Linked DNA regions of Mus musculus: regions 1 and 3 are each linked to region 2. Evidence: chromatin contacts called from public promoter capture Hi-C data. All regions are on one chromosome and are shown on one strand. Each heading gives the region's core, a stretch centred on a gene start, on an enhancer-like site or on the middle of the called end of the contact. The rest is flanking DNA. Distances are from core to core; before and after follow the strand shown.

Region 1 (2,700 bases), core at 31-2,530, 1.0 Mb after region 2:
GGAGTGATTGAATGAAATTAATAAATTGTGGACTCTCTTACTAGGGTTTCTATTGCTGTAAAAAGACTTGTGACCATGGCAACCATTTAATTGGGGCTGGCTTACAGTTTCAGAGGTTAGTCCACTATCATCATGGCAGGAAGCATGGCAGCATGCAGGAAGGCATGGTGTTGGAGAAGGAACTGAGATTTCTACATCTTGATCAACAGGCAGCAAAAGGAGACTAATCCACACTAGGCTTGACTTGAGCATAGGAGACCTCAAATCCCTCCCCAAAAGTGACACACTTTCTCCAACAAAGCCACACATACTCTCACAAGGCCACCCTTCCTAATAGTGCCACTGCCTATGAGGCAAGCATTCACACACGTGAATCTATGGGGGCCATTCCTATTGAACCCACCACATGGACTTCGGGAATTTTCTCCAGAAACTGTTCATTCGCAGGCACAGCATCTGTCTTATAGGCCAGGCCAGCCTTGAACTCAAGAGGATACATCCTCCTGTCTCAGCTTTCTGATTGCTTTGGTGCAAATGTCAGCTAATACATCAAAGAACGTTTTCATCATGTCACAGTATAAAGAAGTCCCTATAGTAACTCTATAGCTGTTTGTTTGTAACAAGATCTCACTATGTAGCCTTAGTTGGCCTAGAACTCATAGACATCCACCTGTTTCCGTTTCTTAATTTCTGTGATTTAAAGGCCTGAGCCACCACGTTAGGCACTATTATCTTTCTTTTAAGATTTACTTTATGTGCGAGAGTTTTGTCTTCATGTATGTGCACCATGTGTGTGCTCCTGGTATTGCTGAGGTTAGAAGAACTATGTTGGGTCCCCTGAATCTAGAGTTAAACCGAGGACCTCTCCCAGATCAACAAATGCTCTTAACCTCTGAGCTGTCTCTCCAGCCCGGCTATTATGTTTATTACCAAAAAGGGAAACTGCCACCGTGAAACTGGGAAACAGTCACACAAGTTTTGGGGTCACGGCACACGAGCTTTAATCACCACATTTCCTTGGGGTGAGGGAAGCACTACTCTTTCTCGAGTGTGACCTTGCTCAAGTAGCACAACAATCAACGGTCACGACAGTGCTGAAAGGGAGAACTCACTACCGGGCGCAGTAGTATGGGGAAAGTCGGTTTATCAGCTGTCAGCGTCTGGAGGCTGGGCTGCTTGCTGCGCAGGCGCAGACCCGCTGTGCTTGGTTTCTACAGTTCCTCGGCCGGTGGTTGATTTACGGCGTCGCTCTGGAGATGTCGTGCTGCGGGCGTCCTTTACGGCAGGCGTCTGCGTCCTCCCGCAGCCGGCGGTCGGGAATTGCACCAGGGACCTGACAAGGGCACTGCAGAGGTGCGGTAGGCGCTGCTGTGTCCGCACAGCCAAGAAGTTTCGTTCAGGATTAGCTCCTTGACACATTTCCTCTCTCTGTGGGTGGCCCAGGTCTGGGCGTGTCCTCCTGCCTTCCCTTCACCCCGTAACTAGGTCGTCACCCCCACCCCCGGCCCTCCGGAGCAAATCCACCGTCTGCCGGACTCCTGCCTTGGCCTCCTTCCTACCCTGACATCCCGCTCCTTTTTGTTTTTGTTTTGAGACAGGGTTTCTCTGTGTAGGCTGGAATTCACTCTGTAGACCAAGCTGGCCTTGAACTCACAGAGAAGCATCTGCCTCTGTCTTCCAAGTGTTGAGATTAAAGGCGTGCACCACATCCTGATTTTGGTCCCCAGAGCCCTCTACTTTCTTCCTGTTGTGCACTTGGCTCAGCAGCCGCTCCAGAGCCTCTGTCCGTCCTCATTGTCATAACTTCTGTTGTCTATGTTTGTGTGTGTGTGTGTGTGTGTGTGTGTGTGTGTGTGTGTGTGTGTGAGAGAGAGAGAGAGAGAGAGAGAGAGAGAGAGAGAGAGAGAGAGCGAGAGAGAGAGCGATGTAGATCCTCCTCTGGGACTTTTTCTATTCTCCCAATGGCTTCCTCCCCCGAATTCTTACTCAGGTTCCCAGTGTGGGTCTCCAGTGCTTATGATGAGCCGTTTCCCCCATTTGCCTCTGACATACACAGTAAATGACTAAAAGAATGGGAGGGAGCTTTATAAATTAAATTCACCTAAATGTCCGCGTACAGGATGGTTTTGATGTGGGTGCTGCGCTTGCTTTCCATTCTTAAGCACATTTGTCGTTTGGGATTATTTTGTTCTATGTCAACTTTACTATGTATTTTCCATATGTTCTTTTTGCTTAATGTATGTCATATTCTACTGAGCACCAGAATCTATCCACTGCTTTATAGTTGTACGTGTAAGTTGTTTGAGATTTCCTGATTTTTTTTATTTTTTTACAAAATTTTAATTTGACTTGTTCATTTATTTTTAGCAGTTAACTAGCATCTGCTCGATTTTGCTCTCAAAACAAAAGCAGTAGGAAAAACATAGAAGTAAATAGACTGTTACAGTAATGGACGAAGTACTTTTGGGGGGGGGGGTTCGAGACAGGGTTTCTCTGTGTAGCCCTGGCTGTCCTGGAACTCACTTTGTAGACCAGGCTGGCCTCGAACTCAGAGATCTGCCTGCCTCTGTCTCCCAAGTGCTGGGATTAAAGTCATGTGCCACAACTGCCCGGTGGACAAAGTACTTTTTAAAGTTTTAATTATGTGTGGATGTATGACTGTGGGCATGTGAGTGTAGCTACTCCGTGAAGCCAGACACA
Region 2 (2,700 bases), core at 75-2,574:
TATTAAAGGCTTAGAACACGGTGTTCCAGAACACTATCATTGTGTTAATTAGTCTAGGAGACTCAGACAGAATGACTGAAGTCCAGCTGGAGGATACTGAAGAACCACCCATGGCCCACACAGGCAGTCTGAGCCCTACTTACGCATGCTCCTGGGCGTCATTTTCCAGCCGGTACCTCACCAGCCCGAGCAGGCGGCTCTGCCGGCTATCTCCCTTACACAGCACACCTTGGACTGCCTGCTGCTCAGAGTGAAGGGAAACTGAAAGCCAAAGGGCGAAACTCCCCATCCGGCCCACTCCACCACGCTGCCTTTCCCTCTCCCACTGGCAAACGACTTCACCTCTCTGAGTTTTCCTCATCTGCAAAATGGGTATAATAGTCTCCAACTTTGCAGCTGGTTGAGAAAATAGCTACCTATGTAAAGCACCTGGTAGAGAGACCAGAGCCAAGTGAATACTTGGTAAATATTGGTTTACCTTTTCCCATATGGCTTCGAGAGAAATTTTTCCACACCCTCCATCCCACCTCCCAAGGCTGAAGCAGGCACGATCTGGATGGCAACCTACAACTGGGAAGGATATGATGACGCAGTATTCCCCCTCAACCAGGGTCTCCTGGATTGCCACAGACTGGTCCATGCTGAGCTGTCAAACCCTGGGGTAGGGCAGGTGGGAACCTCCCATTCCGTATTAGAGCTGCTTCGGGGGGCTGTGGGGATGAAGAAAGGGGCCTTTGTGGAGGGAAAAGAGAGAGCCTGGTCATCTCTCTTCTCCTTCTGGCCTTCCCCGTCTTTCCTACAATGGGTCTCTCAACGTTTCCAGAAAATGGGTTTCTACCCCTTTGCCCCTTGCTCGGTGTCGCCCCAGATGTTCCCAGTGGAGTTCAGTATGCTCTCTGGTCTCCTTGCTTCTGGGTACAGCTCTGATGCCCTCTTCAGGGAGCAGTTGTGGTCCATCTGGCTCTTCTCTGGGAAAGGTTGGTGGTGTGTCCAAATAGGGGTAGGGAGACAGCCTTCGCCTCAGTCTCAGCTAGGAGGGTCTTATTCTGGAGAAATAACCCAGCCCCGCTGCTCTTTCCTCGGAGCCTGTGGGTGTCCCGTTGCTCCTTGCCCCTCACCCCACCCAACAGGCCCCGTTGCATCAGCAGCAGGTTAGGAGTGTCCATTCTGGCACCCACAGGACAAGGGCCCCAGCAACCAGCTTGCAAGCCCCCTCCCACTCTGCACTTATTTCAGATCCTTGTCATTGCAGCCTACCTCCCGAGCTGTCACCGGTGGGCCTGCAGGACACCTCCGTTCCAGGGCAGATTAAGGACTACATTTCCCAGCGGCCCTGGCGTCACAGGACGGACAGCCAGCCTGCAAGTCCCAGCATGCCCGAGTCGGACATGGACGAGTAGGTGGGTCTCCCCGCCCTTACTCTATTTAAAAATCTAGAATCTACAGTCTGTATTCAAGCATACTCGGGCGTCCCAGTTCTGGAAAGCCTGCGTGAGGAACGCCTTTCTCAGCCCACTAAATCAAAGGGCCAAGGCCCATGTCCAAGGCAGAAGGAAGTGGTCATGTTACCCTAACGGAAAAAATGATGTTAACTTTTATTTTCAAGTTAAGTCCATCCTCAACTCTTCACATGCAGAAAGGGACAGCTTTCTATTATTCTGAAACACTTCCAGATAACTACCGTGCCCTGGCTTCATGTATGTCACCTTCTCCACTTGCCAGGTGGAGAAACGGAGGAACAGAGAGACAAAACTGTTTGACAAAGTCCGTAGCCAATAAGTGCTGGGTGCCCAGAGGGAAGTCCAACTCCAATTCCTGTGTCATTTTCCCGTCTAGGAACTGCTAAATGTTCTTAAGACCTATCTAGCTTTTCTGTCAATGGAACTTGAAATGTGTGGCATCTTTATCTGTGACACAGTAATGACAACCACCAGGCAGCGCGGAGGACTCTTCTTAACAGCGGAGGACGATGTGGCCCTCTTGGCTCTTTATTTCTTTAAAGATCTGTTAGTTTTTAATTTTTTGTGTGTATGTGTGTGTGCTTGCATGAATTTATGTGCACCGTGTGTGTGTGTGTGTGTGTGTGTGTGTGTGTGTGTGTGTGTGTGTGCACGCTCACCTAAGAAGGCCAGAGGTCATCAGATCCTCGGGGCTGGTGACAGGAGGCTGTGAGACACCTGATGTGTGTGGTGGGAACTGGGTCCCAAGAAAGAGCAATATGTTCTCTTAACTAAGGAGACATCTCACCGCAATGCCCAGATAGACAGCCCTGAGCAGGTTTTGTCCTCAAGCCCCTTAGCCACATTCTATTGGCCATTTACCCTGACAGGAACTATTCTCTTCCAGACTCCATTGTTCCCTTCTAGGTAAAGACTATATATAGCTAAACCGGGGATGGTGGCACACTCCTTTAATCCCAGCACTCGGGAGGCAGAGGCAGGCGGATTTCTGAGTTCGAGGCCAGCCTGGTCTACAAAGTGAGTTCCAGGACAGCCAGGGCTATACAGAGAAACCCTGTCTCGGAAAAAAAAAAAAAAAAAAAAAAAAAAAAAGACTATATATAACTCAAGACAGGACAAAAGAAGCTAGCTCAGACGAGAGAGTCTAGAATGGTTGGTTTTTTCTCAACTGCTGACTATTTCGGTAAGCTGGATCCCTGAGGACTGGGCTGAATCTTGCCCTTACACTCCTGTGCAGTTT
Region 3 (2,700 bases), core at 168-2,667, 1.2 Mb after region 2:
GCTTAGTGGTGGTGCATATGCCTCTAGCATGTACAAGGCCCTCTATTTGATTCCTGGCACTGCAGGAACATGAAAGATAAACTGCTACAACAGAGAAGAAACATGCATACCTCTTTTCTCCCACTCCATTCAGAGAGCCTTCGATTGCATGTGTTAGGCAGTGTGCTGGAAACCTGGTGGAGGAATTCTGCTGGCTGGCAGCGCAGGGTGTGGTCTATGAGCCTTACTTACATCAGTCTGAGTGAAAATCACCTGGGTTTCAGTCCCTCAGCTGCTCTCCCCAGTCAGCAGCAAGTGTTATTTCTTCGTTGCTTGGCTACAGAGTCTAGCTGCTAGTTTAGAACTATGGGAATATCTTCTTGTTTTATGGCAGTGGAGAGCAGATTTTTCTCCCTCTAGTAATTAATGGAGCTGAAATGAAAAGTCTCTCTTTTATTCTATGGGTATTTTCGAGACAGGGTTTCACTCAGTAGTCCAGGCTAGCTTCAGACTTGCTTTGAAATTCTTCCTTTTTAGCCTCCCAGTAGCTGAGATTACACACATCAACCATTTTGTCGTGTTAACATGAAGTCTAAATGGCTTGTGTCTTCCCCGTCCTCAGTTATTTCAACTTGGACAAGTTAATCAGCTTTCTTAAATCTGAGTTTTCTTTACTTAAAAATTGGGCCACACATGGCTGCTGTGAGAATATAACAGAATAATATATATTATCCTGTTACATTATATATATGTTATATATGTGTGTATCTTCACATAGAACTTGTTATATAGCAAGTACTCAAAATACGATAGCTAACTGTGGCAAAGGCAGTACTGATGATTACTATTGAACACTTATGTCAAATACTGTTGTCTGACTTTTATATTGTATTGACAAGTGATCACCTGTCCCTGAGGCTTAACATACTATACTCAAAATCAATTTCCAGGTTTTTCATCAGTGTGTCTGGCCATCCGAATTAGTGGATGTTACTCTTTGGAGCTGGCCATATATGCCACAGGAGGCTGGATTGTTCATACCCCTGTTTCTTTTCTTAATGGAAGGAGTGGGCTCTAATCTTTCTTAGGTTAAAATTTGATTATGTATATCTTGCTTGCTCTTTTCCTTTGGGCGTCTTGGAGCAGTGATTAAAACATATTTCATTTCATAGGTTGGGAGCTTTCATTGCGGCTTCTCTGGTCTTGTCTACCTGGCCCTTCCCTTCCCTTGCTAGTTAGTACCCACTGAGCTGGTTTGCTCTCCCCACCCCCTCTTTGATATTGTTCTCCTCCTCCTCTCTCCGGCTACCTCTCTCTCTTCCTTTCCCCTCCCCTTTCCATTTACTCTTACGTTCTCCCCTCCTCCTCCCTCTCCCTGGTTTCTAGCTCCTTTTTGCGTTCTGTTTGTGTTACTGAGGGCAGTGCTCCAATTACCTCATATTTGGAGAGAGGAAGCGGCAGCCAATCCGGTTTCTGTCTGCTTTTAGGTCAAGTGATTTCTGAACTGCAGTGAGATGCTTTGAAATTTGTCTTGTTGCAGCTCTGAGCCTGTAAGATGGCTGTCTGAATCGAGCGGCTGGAAGAGACAGAGAGAGGCGGGGAGGGAGGGAGAAAGGATTGGAGGGATTGCCGGCATAGTGCATGTTTTTTGGTTTTTGGTTCTTTTGAATGTGCATCGAGTCCGATGAAGCCGACATTGGAATGCCTCTGGGATCCGAGGACTGATTCAACTGCTTTATTTTCTGAGATTGAGAGAGGAAAGAAATGGGAAATTCACTGGGCTGTGTTAAGGAGCCGAAAGAGTCCATAGCTGTTCCTGAGAAGGCTCCCATATCTCCTAAGAAGAGGGTTCGGTTCAAAAGGAAGTGGAGAGGGAAGAAAATCCTTACTCCAGAAGCATCTCACAGGGAGGAAGCTTTGGAAGGCACTGGAGTCATTGAAGAGACTGAAACCCTAACGAAGTTAACAGCGAGGCTCCCAAAGGAGCCCGGAGTGGGAGGGGCAGAGCACCCCCCATCAGACATTTTCCTGCCCGGAGACTCAGCTCCCAACTCAGGGGTGGGCGATCAAGGGATGATTGTGCAGGTAAAGGAGAGCTTCCAAGCAGAGATCCAGACTGCTCACCTTTTGTTGGAGAATGAGTCATCAGTTGTTGGAGGGGCCTGGGATTCCCTGGAAGAGGGTATGACAGTCATTGCTCACCTGCTTGATAACCCAGCAGAAAGGAACTGTGAGAAGTCTGTGAGCCAACTGGTGGAATTTCCGAGGACAGCATCCTGCAGCAGCAGGGCTGTGCTGTTGCCTTTGCAGGGAGAGACTGCAGTGGAGCAGGGAGGCACTCTGCTCAGACATCGACATCGGAGCAGCACTTTGCCTCGGACGGATTACCCCTCTGAAACAGTAGATCAAGACCAACCTTCAGAGGGCTGGAGTGTGGGGGGAAGAACCAAGAGTGTTCCAAGTGCCCCTCCCACAGGTTCTTGGATTGCTAAGTGTTCTGTTGCTTCATCAATACCAAAACAGTCAGGAGACCCTATTCACACAGAGCCTACCCATGTAGGTCTCGTGTCCTGCAAGGGTCCCATAATGCCTGCTTCTCAGAGTGATTTATCTGTCAGTGGCATCACTGTGAGCATTTTGCCATCCTCCTCTGGCTATGGCAGCGATGGGCTGCGCCTGCATGGGATCCGGCCTGAAGATACAGAACCTGAAAAGACCTCC

What was found. Promoter capture Hi-C pulls out the DNA fragments that hold promoters and counts their contacts.
Region 1: a contact with region 2 is called in a promoter capture Hi-C map of pre-B cells. The contact joins the promoter of Ndufs5 here to the promoter of Inpp5b in region 2. A contact is called at or near these places in 4 of 39 promoter capture datasets (the 3T3-L1 cell line, hippocampal neurons, liver and 1 more).
Region 3: a contact with region 2 is called in a promoter capture Hi-C map of liver, with 2.5 times the contacts expected there. The contact joins the enhancer-like site here to the promoter of Inpp5b in region 2. A contact is called at or near these places in 4 of 39 promoter capture datasets (the 3T3-L1 cell line, hippocampal neurons and liver).

What each region holds. Positions count from the first base shown.
Region 1 is chr4:123,716,766-123,719,465 of GRCm38.p6, reverse strand. Ndufs5 (NADH:ubiquinone oxidoreductase core subunit S5) reads left to right here and starts at 1,280. Exons shown (of 3, transcript NM_001030274.1): 1 at 1,280-1,353.
Region 2 is chr4:124,740,474-124,743,173 of GRCm38.p6, reverse strand. Inpp5b (inositol polyphosphate-5-phosphatase B) reads right to left here and starts at 1,324. Exons shown (of 24, transcript NM_008385.4): 1 at 1,258-1,324; 2 at 584-710; 3 at 144-238. The coding sequence starts at 640. Gm12915 (predicted gene 12915) reads left to right here. Exons shown (of 4, transcript NR_151694.1): 3 at 1,253-1,400.
Region 3 is chr4:123,526,503-123,529,202 of GRCm38.p6, reverse strand. The region is part of intron 5 of Macf1 (microtubule-actin crosslinking factor 1); the gene reads left to right. Among named protein-coding and RNA genes, the nearest start is that of Gm31156, 24 kb to the left of the region's middle. Within about 2 kb of position 1,417, at least 116 of the 459 cell types and tissues checked have an H3K27ac peak or open chromatin away from gene starts, as enhancers often do. A contact at or near this core is called in hippocampal neurons and liver, where this site is marked.